Linked DNA regions of Zea mays: region 2 is linked to region 1. The links are chromatin contacts, called in public HiChIP or PLAC-seq maps. All regions are on one chromosome and are shown on one strand. The core of a region is the stretch at or near the end of the contact, and the rest is flanking DNA. Distances in the headings are between cores, read along the strand shown. Region 1 has its middle 32 kb from the start of LOC100277225. Region 2 holds the start of LOC100383692.

Evidence for each region. HiChIP or PLAC-seq counts read pairs in DNA pulled down with a chosen protein or histone mark.
Region 2: a contact with region 1 is called in an H3K4me3 HiChIP or PLAC-seq map of leaf, with 7 times the contacts expected there. The contact joins the promoter of LOC100383692 here to the enhancer-like site in region 1. A contact is called at or near these places in 6 of 25 Hi-C or Micro-C datasets (bundle sheath, ear, leaf and 2 more) and 1 of 3 datasets of contacts at active chromatin or transcription factors (leaf).

Annotation. Positions count from the first base shown.
Region 1 is chr7:129,289,485-129,295,417 of Zm-B73-REFERENCE-NAM-5.0, reverse strand. No RefSeq gene overlaps it. Among protein-coding and RNA genes, the nearest start is that of LOC100277225, 32 kb to the right of the region's middle. Within about 2 kb of position 3,252, at least 16 of the 20 cell types and tissues checked have an H3K27ac peak or open chromatin away from gene starts, as enhancers often do. A contact at or near this core is called in bundle sheath, ear, leaf and 1 more, where this site is marked.
Region 2 is chr7:129,572,848-129,578,780 of Zm-B73-REFERENCE-NAM-5.0, reverse strand. It overlaps LOC100383692, which reads right to left and starts at 3,700. Exons shown (of 3, transcript NM_001176330.1): 1 at 3,622-3,700; 2 at 3,518-3,529; 3 at 2,151-3,445. The coding sequence starts at 3,623. The coding sequence ends at 2,494.

The sequences.
Region 1 (5,933 bases), core at 2,003-4,502:
CCATGAGGGATATCATCTCCAAATGTCAGACTGCGTTCATCAAAGGCCGAAGCATTCACGACAACTTTCTTTTCGTCCGCAACATGGCCAGGAGATATCACCGCAATGGAACTCCCATGCTTCTTGTCAAGCTTGACATCTCGAAAGCCTTTGACTCTGTTCGGTGGGACTACCTACTCGCTCTCTTGGCTCATCTTGGCTTCCCTCCTAAATGGCGAGATTGGGTGGCATCTTTACTGGCTAACTGCAGTTCTCAAGTGCTTCTAAATGGAATTCCTGGTCAATCAATCACTCATGGTAGGGGCCTAAGGCAAGGAGACCCCCTCTCGCCATTTTTATTCGTGCTCGCCATGGATCCCCTGCAGCGCCTCCTCCACTTGGCCACCGAGGCTGGCATTCTGTCTAGAGTTGCCAAGGCTAGAACACGTCTCCGGATCGCTATGTATGCGGATGATGCCATCATCTTTGTCAAACCTGAAAAGAGAGAGCTGGATTCCTTCGCAACCTTGCTACATCAATTCGGGGAAGCGACTGGTTTGCGTACCAATATTCAGAAATCCTCAGTCGTTCCGATTAAATGTGCTGGCCTCAATCTCGACGAAATTCTTGCTGGCTTCCCTGCTTCAAGATCGCAATTCCCTATTAAATACCTTGGGATTCCTTTGTCGGTTGAGAGGCTCAAAAAAGTTGACTTCCAGTATCTTCTCGATAAGGTTAGCAGCAAGTTAACATGCTGGCAAGGTCGCAATTTCACTTTTGCAGGAAGACTCGTTTTGGTCAAATCCGTGTTGTCTGCACAACCTGTTCACACTCTTACGGCCATTAATGTACCTAAGGTGGTGCTCGAAAAAATTGACAAATTTAGGAAGCGTTTCCTCTGGGCAGGGAATGAGAACCTCACTGGTGGCAAGTGCAAGGTTAACTGGCCGACGGTGGCAAGGCCGTTGGATCTTGGGGGGCTCGGCGTACTTGACATCCATCGCTTTGCAAGGGCGCTGCGGCTCCGCTGGCTGTGGCGGGAGTGGGAGGTCCCAGAGGCCCCTTGGGCAGGGTTACAGACCCCTTGCAACGACACTGATAAACTACTCTTTGCAGCAGCCACGAGAATCGCAATTGGCGACGGCGCCAAGACCTCCTTCTGGCATTGCGCCTGGGTCAACGGTCGACGACCCAAGGACATTGCGCCTGACATCTTCGCTGCCTCCTCTGACTGCAGGCTCTCTGTTCGGGAGGCCTTGACTGACAGCACGTGGGTCAACCGCATTGATCTTCACGCGATCCACACGGCGGATCATCTAAAACAGTTTGTGGAGCTCTGGTCCTTCGCTCATTCGGTCTCCTTGGTGCAGAACACAGAGGATCGCATCGATTGGATCTACAACGCCTCCGGTGAATATTCTGCAGCCTCTGCTTACCGGATTCAATTCATGGGTCACACTTGTTCCAATCTCAAAGCCCTTATTTGGAAGCCATGGGGGCCATCGAAATGCAAACTATTCGCTTGGCTTATCATCCGCAACCGGGTTTGGACCTCTGATAGGCTCGCAGCTCGTGGATGGCCGCACAGTCCTTCTTGTCCGCTTTGCAAGCGGCACCCTGAGACAGCTCATCACATTATTGTTGGTTGCCGCTACTCGAGGAGAATTTGGGACGCCCTAGCATCTTGGCTCTCCATTGGCCCTTTAGCTCCAGCTACCTGGCCGGACTCTACTTCTATCAAGCAGTGGTGGTTTATGGTCGGCTCAGTCGCTGTGCCCAAAAAGGGAACGCGCTCCCTGCTCCTACTGGTGGTCTAGCACATTTGGCTGGAAAGGAACAACCGCACCTTCCAAAGGCAAGAGAGGTCAGTGGCAGATCTGCTAGCAGCAATTAAGGCAGAGGCAAGGCTGTGGGGTGTCGCAGGTGCTAAGCACCTTCTTGCGCTTTTACCTATGCTGTAATTACGTAACCTCTATGTACCCTTCCTGCGGTGTCTCTTGGGCACTGCTTCACTCTCTTCTTTATTAATAGAAACGTGCACAATCTCGTGCCGTTCGTTCAAAAAAAAATTAAGCTTTGATATGAGCGCTGCTACCCATACGAGTCCAATGATAGACTCATTTATGACTAGGATCATCTAATGGCTCATGATTTATTAGTTCAGAATAAGAGGGAACCATAGTCGTAGATTAATGTTTATTGTGCTCTGGTCGTAGGTTGTACGATGAAGCATTTCTGCTTTGATATTTATTAGAATTTCTGCATATGATGGGTCTAAGGGCTTGTTTGGGAGGAGGGGAATATTGGATGCTCCCAAACATGACGAACTAGGCCATATAAATTCTAACATGTTGTAGATGACAATTTAGGTTCCAGACGACAATTTAGTTTTTGACTTGCTCATTCTTATATTTGCCCATGTAGATCAATCTATGGATATCTTGGCCCTCATAAACTTGTATAGTAGTTAGTTGACGAGTTCATTCACCAATGAAGGCTGAACCAAAATCTAACGGCTCAGTTTTATCTTTTTAAAGACCGTACCGCCCGGTCTTAAATTTTTTATCATAGAAGTTTCAAAATGGTCGAGAACCCAAACCCGGCCGGTTTCTCGGTCTGACTCTGAATGCACACCCTAGACTAGAGAAGACGACGAATGGCTCCTTGGATCAGCTGGGAACAGATGTACCAAAGTCGCCTCATCATCGTCTCTACTACCAGATTTTTGCTGAAGGCCAAAAATTCAGAAAGAATCTTTGCTCCTGACGTAGCAAACGAGCATGCAAGTGCGTGCCAATCCTACTTCAGTTCAGTTCCTACCGAGACACGCACGTCGTCCCCGGTCACTTCCACATCTCATTTCCCCTTCTTTTCCCTATCATCAGTTTATCAGTGACCACCAGTGCAGTGAGTGACCAAAAGACGGCCGGCCAGCCAGTTGCTGCAACGCTACCCTCCTCTCCTTTCCTTTGTCGAGTCTCCCTTTTCAGACGATTGCCACCGGCGCATGTGCCCCCATCGCCCTCACGCCGTAGTGGTGGCTCAGCCTCTCTCGGCATGTCAGAGCCCTAGCCCAACAGAGATTAATGAAACAAAAAGAGACGGGGCCGGGCGGGAAAAGACGGAGACGGGGGGAGGCAGAGGAAAGAGAAGTGGCATCTCAGCCTTCTCTTCTCAGACTCTGGGTGAAAGAAAGAACCCTACAAAGCTAGGGTCCTGTAGTACTCCTTGAGTCCTCGTCCCTTGCAACGCAAAAGAATAGAAAGCAGGAAAGAGGAAAGGCTAGATGGGTTGTCTCACTAGGGACACAGGACAAAAGGAGCCCCTCTACTGGCAGGAGAGAGAGCATGGCAACTTTCCTTGGGCCTTTTTCATTTGCTTCAATGATAAGTCATATTTGTTAGCTACCATTAATTTTTTTTGTTATTGTTCCAACCAAGAGTTACACCATACTATATTATATGTTGTTCCAATCAACAGCTCCAATATAATAAACCAATGGTGTTCAAATGTAATTAGTGATTATCAATAAGATAATCGGTTTTGGTTGAGTATGTGGAGTATTCAATGCCTGAGTGGATGGGGCAACTTGTATTGTAGTATATAGGTAGCGGTGACAATATGCTCTAAATTTTACACTATAAGATTTAAGTATCGGATCTGATTAGGATCGGGTCCTATTTCTATTTATTTTTGAACTAAAACTTATTTAGTACCCTACCATTTTGTAAAGAAGCATTTGAATCACGATCCATTACTACCCCTATATATAGGTGTGAACCACAGAGGCGGTGATCAACAACAAATATGAAGTTAAGCAGACTCATGCCGATGGACTGACAACGATAAAGGACGAACATCAAAGCTTAGACTGAGTGACTAGAGAAGACGAAAGAATGATCATGATAGCTAACACAAACACTGATAAGTGCAACAATACGTGGAAGAGTAGACCATGTTGATTAAGTCAAGATGATTTGACGGTTTGGGCCTCAAAACTATCAGGCAGATGGTTATTTGGGTTTGGATCTCAAAACATAAGTGAAGTTTTGGTGGGAACTAGAGCCAACACACGACGTTATTATGAAGTTTGCATCAATATTAATCAAAGTCGTGAAACAGCTCGTGGTCGTTAGATCTATAGATCTTGAGTTGGACCATACGCCTTTGGATCAAGTGTTTTGACTCTGATTATCTAGAGAAAAGTTGTCAATGTATAATAGCTCTATAATAATGGGGAGTCTAATCCAACCAATCTGATATTTCAAGCATATCATTTCTTTTATCGTTGTTAGGTTGTATCCTTCTTCTAGACTCATGAGTGAGATCCATAGATCTAATCTGAAATTTGTAATTTTGCCATCTGTGTAAACTTTAGCAAAGTGTTTAACCTCTGTGAGGTTGGAATAAAAGCTTTGGTCTTTAGACCAATTTTGCTAAGATGTCGTTCTTTAATACCGAATGGCGCAGTATAAATTCTGAATGATCTGGTAAAGACCTTGTAATTTTGAGCTGATTTCTTGTGAACATCTTCTCTGTAGTGTTGCGAGTTTATTGTTCAAATTTAATAATTTTTGGGTTAATGTGATCGTGCGAGGATCAAATAAAAAAAAATAAGGCAAGATGGCTTTAAGTAAAATTTGTTGGCTCTCTCATTTACCTCCTCCTTGTCGCCATTATCACGGGATGTATTTTTCACATCATTCACCACACGGGTCCTACGCCTGAGTACAATGGAAAAAGGGTTTGAAGCTAGCCAGGAAAATTAAACCAAAAGGGGGAAGAAGGATTCGAAGCATCTGCCAAAAGCTATGCATGAATGGGGCACAATGGTACATCGCTTTTGCGTCGTGGGCTAATAATGCATGTTTCTTCGGATGAAAGTTATGCGCGCATGAATCATTCAGAAAGGTTGGTTGGATCTTCCCAGTTCCAACCGGAAGAGGACTTGAACGAGGGATGAGATGAGACCACAGTCCGTAGCTGTTACTGGTGCCGTAAGCACAAAATAATTGCGATGATCTGCAAGCTGATTTCGCCCCGTCTTTTCCCTCGGCAGGGGGTCGCTTCTCGCTTGCCACTTCAGTCTTCAGTGCTAATGCTACTCTACCCAGCTGTCTTTGTATCAACAGAACATATATGTCTTCGTATTTTATACACTATACTCAAACATAAATAGAATCAGTAGCAACGCATCTAACTATTGTTTCTTAAATCCTCGAAGTACTTTCAAAAAAAAATCTATATCTCATTGCGTCTTCTGGATTTCCGGGGTTTATTCATCTCATTTCAGCATTTCCTTGTGCAAACCAGCCCACTTCGATCTTGCGGCCCAGCTCAGTCGGCGCTCGCCTGCCCGACACCCGCGCCGCACCGGCCCGGCCGGCACTTCTCCTGATTCTTGGAGGCCAAATTGTTTAGGTCCTCGAACCCTGCATGCAAACCACAATTCTAAAACTTCTGCGTGATTGCGGACTTGCAGTGCAGTGCAGGTGCATCTCATCTCATCATATATATCTGGAGCAGCTTGGGGAGCTGGGAAGCCATGCATGCTGGTGCCTCCGCGCTTTCATTTCATATACTCCTACGTATCAAGCTATCAAACTGGGGGCCAGGGCGTTCCTGACTTTTTGGGGGCCTGAGGTGAAATTCATTATGGAGGTTCCATCCACCATGTATATACATTATATGTCTATATATATATAATTATAAACATAAATAATTAAACATTCAATAAAAAAACGTCTATGACACGCCTTAAAGTTTATAAGATGACAAATATAAATTAGAGCCATAACACTTACTTGTCACATGTCACATGATATCATGCTAAAAATTTCTTCTAACATTTTGTGATATAAAGTCGTCGATTATACCATTAAGATCAATATCATCCAACATCTTCTTCTCAATGCACAGAATTGTCAAACCATTTAATCTATCTTGAGTCATTG
Region 2 (5,933 bases), core at 2,451-4,950, 280 kb before region 1:
CTCTTCTTTCTAGTACCAACATTTAAATGTAGTACTGTCCCATTGAAATTAGAAGACCAAATTAATCAAGAACTAATAATCCAAATCATAACAAAAATATCTACAAACCAAAAAAAACATGGCAAAAGAGAACTCATATTGTGATCTAGACAATTGTAGAAGATGCAACTCGAGTTAGGACACTTCTTCACTCTATACCCCAACACGGTCATCTTATTACACTCCTCGCATGCATGACAGGAAGATATGGTCTTAGCCAGTCATAAACTCCTTGCGAGGCCAAGAACTTAGACGGGGACACCATCTAGCTACTATATACTCATTTACATCAACTATGATAAATAAACTATATCAACATATGCAAACTATGAAGTAATTTCCTCAATCTAAAGTGGTGTATAAATAAAAAAATCCACCATCATTCCCAATCCACCCCAAAAATCTCTCCAATTCTAAACCATGAAATGAGCTATACTAGTAATGAAAGGTAGATAGTCATTTTGATCAACAATTATAAGCTTTCTTCTTCTACATGTGCAAACTATCAAATAAATTTGAGCTCAAATGGCATATAAATAGATAACCACCATTACCTGCAATCTAGAAATCACAAATTTCTCTATTGTAAACCATAAAATGAGCGGTAATAGCAGTGTAATAAGATGGATAATCATTTTGATGAACTACTATTAGTTTTTTTCTACACATGCAAACTATCAAGTTAATCTAAGCTTAAATACTGTATAAATAAAACAAAACTTCATTATCCCCAATCTAAAAAACCACAAATGTCTATATTTCTAAACCATAGAATGAGTATACTAGTAATAAAAGACAGGAATAAAGTCGCTAACCTTTAGAACCCTTGAATTGATGGAGGAATAAACTCTCAAAAAATTGCCTAATAAGCAAATAATGGGCATGAACTCCTTTCCGAGAGCAAGAATAGAGAGCTTCAAATGACTATATGGTTCAGGGCCATTGGAAAAGGAAAGGTGGATAAAGCGGATAAACTTTGGTGCCGGCTGGTTGTAGGCCACATGAACCTGCTGGGGAGCTTGCCGTTGAACCCAAGACTATTGTCCACATTAGTTCCCCGCCAAACACTAACTAAAACTAAAGATCAGTTCTCTGCCGGCAAAGACGCCAGCGTACAATAGATTACCACTGTTTACTACAGTGCGTAGTAGAGAGTAGAGTAGAGACCGTTGACACAACACAAGCAAGCAGCACTAGCTACTAGCTAGCATGACTGAGGAGCTGCCTCCTTTGGGCTCTTCGTACATGTCGCCTGTCGTCCCCCACGCTCACGCACACACATGCACGCATGCAGCAGCTAGCAAACGTGCAGACGATGGCAGATAGGTCTGTGAGAGCTTTCTGCATATCTTTCAGTGCTACGAGACGGTACAGATCAGACAGGGGTATCTCTAGCCATGACAGACAAGGCGAGGCAGAGGCTGGGACTGGGAGGGATCAGCTCAGGCTCAGCATCAGCAGTCAGCAGCTATAGACCGAGAAAGAAAGCCATCCCGGCACTGAAAACCATGCGCGCGTCCGCATCTGTTTCCATGCCCATCGGCCATCACTATTCCCTAGCTGGTCTCCTACCTCCTCCTTCTCCTCCTCCTCCGGAAGCAGGGTTTCATCATTTCAGTTGGAGACGTCGATGGAGAGAGACTCGAGAGAGAGAAGACACTGTGTCTCTGTGTGCGTGGTCAGGCTCTCTGGTCTCTGGCGTACATGCACGCGTGATTGTGCGTGTTGTTTTGGACTACTCGTGCGGGCAGTGCCATTGCTGAGCCGCTACAGTGTGTCCTGCTGGGAGTTATGGGAATATTATCTCTAGTGCGCGTCGTATTTCCCGCGGCAACCCCTCGTGTTTCAGCCCAGGTTCTTCCATCTGGTTTCGCACTTCCAACACCATTCCTGGCCGGCCGCTTCCATTTGGCGCCCTCCGCCCCTCGAACGAACCGCGCACGCTCCTGCTCAAATATTCTTGATGCTTTACTCGAGAGAAACCAAATTAATGTAATTTGGTGTTATATTGCAGTCGCTGAATTTAGGTGTGACAAATATTCTTGATTTCCCTGTTGGCTACTGAAGACCTTTACAAAGGGCATCATCAACTTGCTTTCCATGAGCAATATAATGAATGTTTCTTTCCAACAAGATCCAATAGGAAGCAAACACCGAAAGATTCCATGCACGTACGTCACAGTAAGCTAGTAGCAGCTAGCCCTCGTCTTCGTCTCTCCTTGGACTTGCCTAATGGCTACCTCTCCGGTCCTTCCTTCTCATCACAGGACTCGAAGTCTAGGCAGCACTGGCCCGATCGAGCTAGCGGGGTCTTCCACTGTCTACGCACCATCAGGCATCGGCATCTGATACACCTCATACAGCAGGGGCCAATGCAAATGCAACCCCGGCGTCTTGCCGGCAAAAACACAAGAAACTATTTGAAACGAAGACCATCATCTCATTTCAGGTTAGCTAGAGGATGACGTCCATTGCCATGGCGTGTCGGCGCCGCTGCAGCATGCCGTCCCTGCCGTCGAGGGGCGGCTCATCGTCGGCCTCGGCGTCGCCGCCTTCTGTCACGACGGAGGACATGTAGCTGCAGGTCACCTCGGGGGCGCCCAGGGCCGCATCCAGGAGCTGCGGACGCGCGCGGAACTTGTGGCGGCAGCCGAGGCAGGTGATCTGGAGAAGCGTCGCGTTCACCTGGCGCACGGCGTGCTCCCGGAGCGCGTGGGCTCGGCTCAGCTCCACCTGCGCCTGCCGCCGCATCCGCTTGGCGCTCGCCAGCTCCTGCTCGGCCAGCTCCGCGTGCCGCCTCGCCTGCGCGCGGGCCTCGTTCGCCGCCGCCTTCTCCGCCACAGCTTGCCGCAGCTGCTCCCGCGCCTCCACCTCCTCTTTCTCCCTCGCCGCTGCCAGCATCGCCTCGTCCCCGAACCCCCCGCCGCCGCAGACGCCGATGGACAGCTGCAGCTGCATGGTGGCGGGGTGGCTCTGTGGAGGAGCGGCCGGAGTGCGTGGCGCGACGCCGTACTCCGCCACCCCCGGCGCGCCACGGCCCACCACGCCGCTGCCGGACGGCGGCATGAGCTGCAGCTCGAGGTTGTGCCCGCCGCGGTGATGGTGGTCCGATGGCGGTGTCCGCGGCGACGGGACTTGTTCGAACCGGTGGAACGCGGCGGTCGCAGGGCTTGGAATCGTCGGTGCCGACGAACCGGGCCAGGCGGCCACCGGGCTGATGACAATGTCGCTGGACGGGCTGGTGCTCGACGCGGTCCTCGACAGTGACATGGGCGGCGGCGCCTGCGGCTGCGACCCAGCACTAGCAGCAGCCACACCGGTGCTCCCGGCGCCACACGCCGGCGAGGGGTCCGCCCGTGCCCGCCCGGCGTTGCAAGTGTCCTGGTGCTCTATGAAGCTCTCCACCCTGCACATTGAATGGAGACGACATCATCAGATGAGACGGAGAGCACTAATAATCATCTCAGATAGGACGTACAGCGCTCCTCGCCTGCCACCAATAAGCAAACACTCCATTATCATCCGGAAACAAAAAAAAAAAAAAAACGGGGAACATTTTGGCTACTGCTAGTACACACATACATGAGTGCAAAGACCAAGGAGGCAAGGATGCGTGCATGGCCGCGTGAACTCAAGAACAAAAGCCAAGAGCGTGAGTGCGTGACCAGGGAGACTTTATTGCATGTGTGAGCGTGAGACGACAACGATGAATTTAACGTCGTCGCTGCTGCTACTGCTAGCACGGCCGGCTAGAGGATCCAAAGAGGCCGGCTGTCCTCGGAGTCAGCTTGTCAGGTTTGGAGTTTTGGGCCCTGGCGGGGCTGCGCCGTGCGGCCATCGAGTGGCGCGCCAAGACGACGTAGCCTTTGCCGCTGCAGCGCGGGCACAAAGCCGAAACACCCCAGGACCAAGGGCCAAGGCAGCGGCTGCTAGCGCCTATCGGGAACACAAGCCGGACCGTGGAAGCAATAGGAAATGCATAGCAGAGATTGATGCGCACGACGCACACGGCACACGCATGCAAGCACACATAGGAGGACGGAAGGACAGAAGGCGCGCTGCCCTCGGGAATTGTGTGCTCTGATCCACTCTGCCGCCGGGCCACCCTTTTCTTTCCCCGTTAATGCCGCAATAATAGCAGACATACCAAAAGGAGAGCGGAGCCGGAGCCGGAGCCGGAGCCGGCGCCGGCGCCACCGCCGGCACTCCACTGTATTACAGTGTGATGTAAGGTAGCCGCCCATAGCCCCGGCCCCCGCCGGCCCGTGGCCGTGCACCCGGTGATGAACCAACGGACGGAAGAAAAATAAAGAGAGAAAAAACAACTTAAGCTGATTTTTAATAGGTTTTCTAATCTTTGTTAGAGCTGAGCATTATGGACTATGGAGATGCTGGTGAGCCCAAATCAATGGTTGGAGAAGCTCGTTGCTTTACCGGGAGAAGACGCGGCCGCAGTCGCAGGAGTGGCCGCGGGTGCCGCAGGTCTTGAGGTGGGCCTTGTAGTCGGAGTGGACGGCGTAGGCCTTGGAGCAGCGGGCGCAGGCCCACTGGCGCTGGCCGCTGTGCTTGCGGCGGAAGTGCTTCTTGATGCCGACGAGGTCGCCCAGCGCGTGGGAGGGGTTGTGGTGCAGGCAGCTGGGCTCCGGGCACACGAACACCCGCTTCCGCGCCGCCTCCCCGGCCTCCCGCTTCAGCAGCTTCCACGGCACCTTGTGCCGCCGCCGGTGCATCTGCAGGTTCTGGTCGCGCTGGAACCCCTGCCCGCAGATCTCGCACACGTACCGGTCCGACTCCAGCAGCGTCCGCGGCGACAGCGAGACCACCTCCGCGTCCGGGTCTGCAGCCAGCAGTGGCGTACCGGGCGTTACTACATGTTGCAGGATAGATGGATCGATCTCGGAGTCTGCACCGAGCTTATTAGCTACCATGCATGTAGCCAAAGCCAACTGGAGCTTATGTAGACTGCACTGCAGACATATGGACGGCTCTCTCTAGATTTGCTTACCTGGTGTGCCGGCGGGCCGGCGCTTCTTCTTTGTCGTGGCGGCGGCGGCGGCCGTGGTGGCGATCTGCAGCGAACAGAACGGCTCCGGCATCGCCTCGTCGGGAGGCGATCCGGCGGCGGGGGCGCAGAAGCCCAACATGGGTGACGGCGAGGCGATCTCGGTGAAGAGCAGCTAGCGCTAAGAATAGTACGGAGGAGGGACTAGGGAACAAGAAGAAGAGCCAGAAAACTTGTTCCTTTTCCCCCCCACCACCTCTAGCTAGTTTGATCAGGCGATGGAGACCGAATGGAGAGGGGATTGGATTGGACGTATATATATAGCCGCAGAGCGCCCGAGGGGAGAAGAAGAGATCAACAACCAGATGGGGGAACAAACAATAAACGAAGGTGAATACTGACGAGTACTAGTATAATAATTACAACTCAGGTTGTGCTGGGAGAAGGAATTATTAAGGAGGGGTGGAGGGTGGTGGTGGGAAGAAGGGGTCTTTGGTGTTGGCTTTTGTGGAGCTGCTACAGAGACAGCACCAAACGAGAGTGAGAAGATGCAACTTTCCACGCTTTAGGTTTTAGCAGCTTTCTTTGGGGGTGGGTTTATGGGAAGGAAGGGGAAAGCTGGAGTTGGTAGTTGTAGTGCTGCTGCTGGGTTTGCATTGTGCCCTTGTCCTTGCACAGCAGCTAAGATCCAGTACTGGAAAAGGGGATATGGAGATGAGCAATTATATTGATCATGCATCTCAACGCAATTGATAAAATTAAGACCTTTTTTGCTGCATGGGGATGAAGTTTAGATGCGTATATACGTACACATAGAAAGGTCTATTTGTTTGTTGGTTTGGATTATTCTATTGAGTAGGAACTGGATGGACGCTTAGAGTTTTGGCTACTC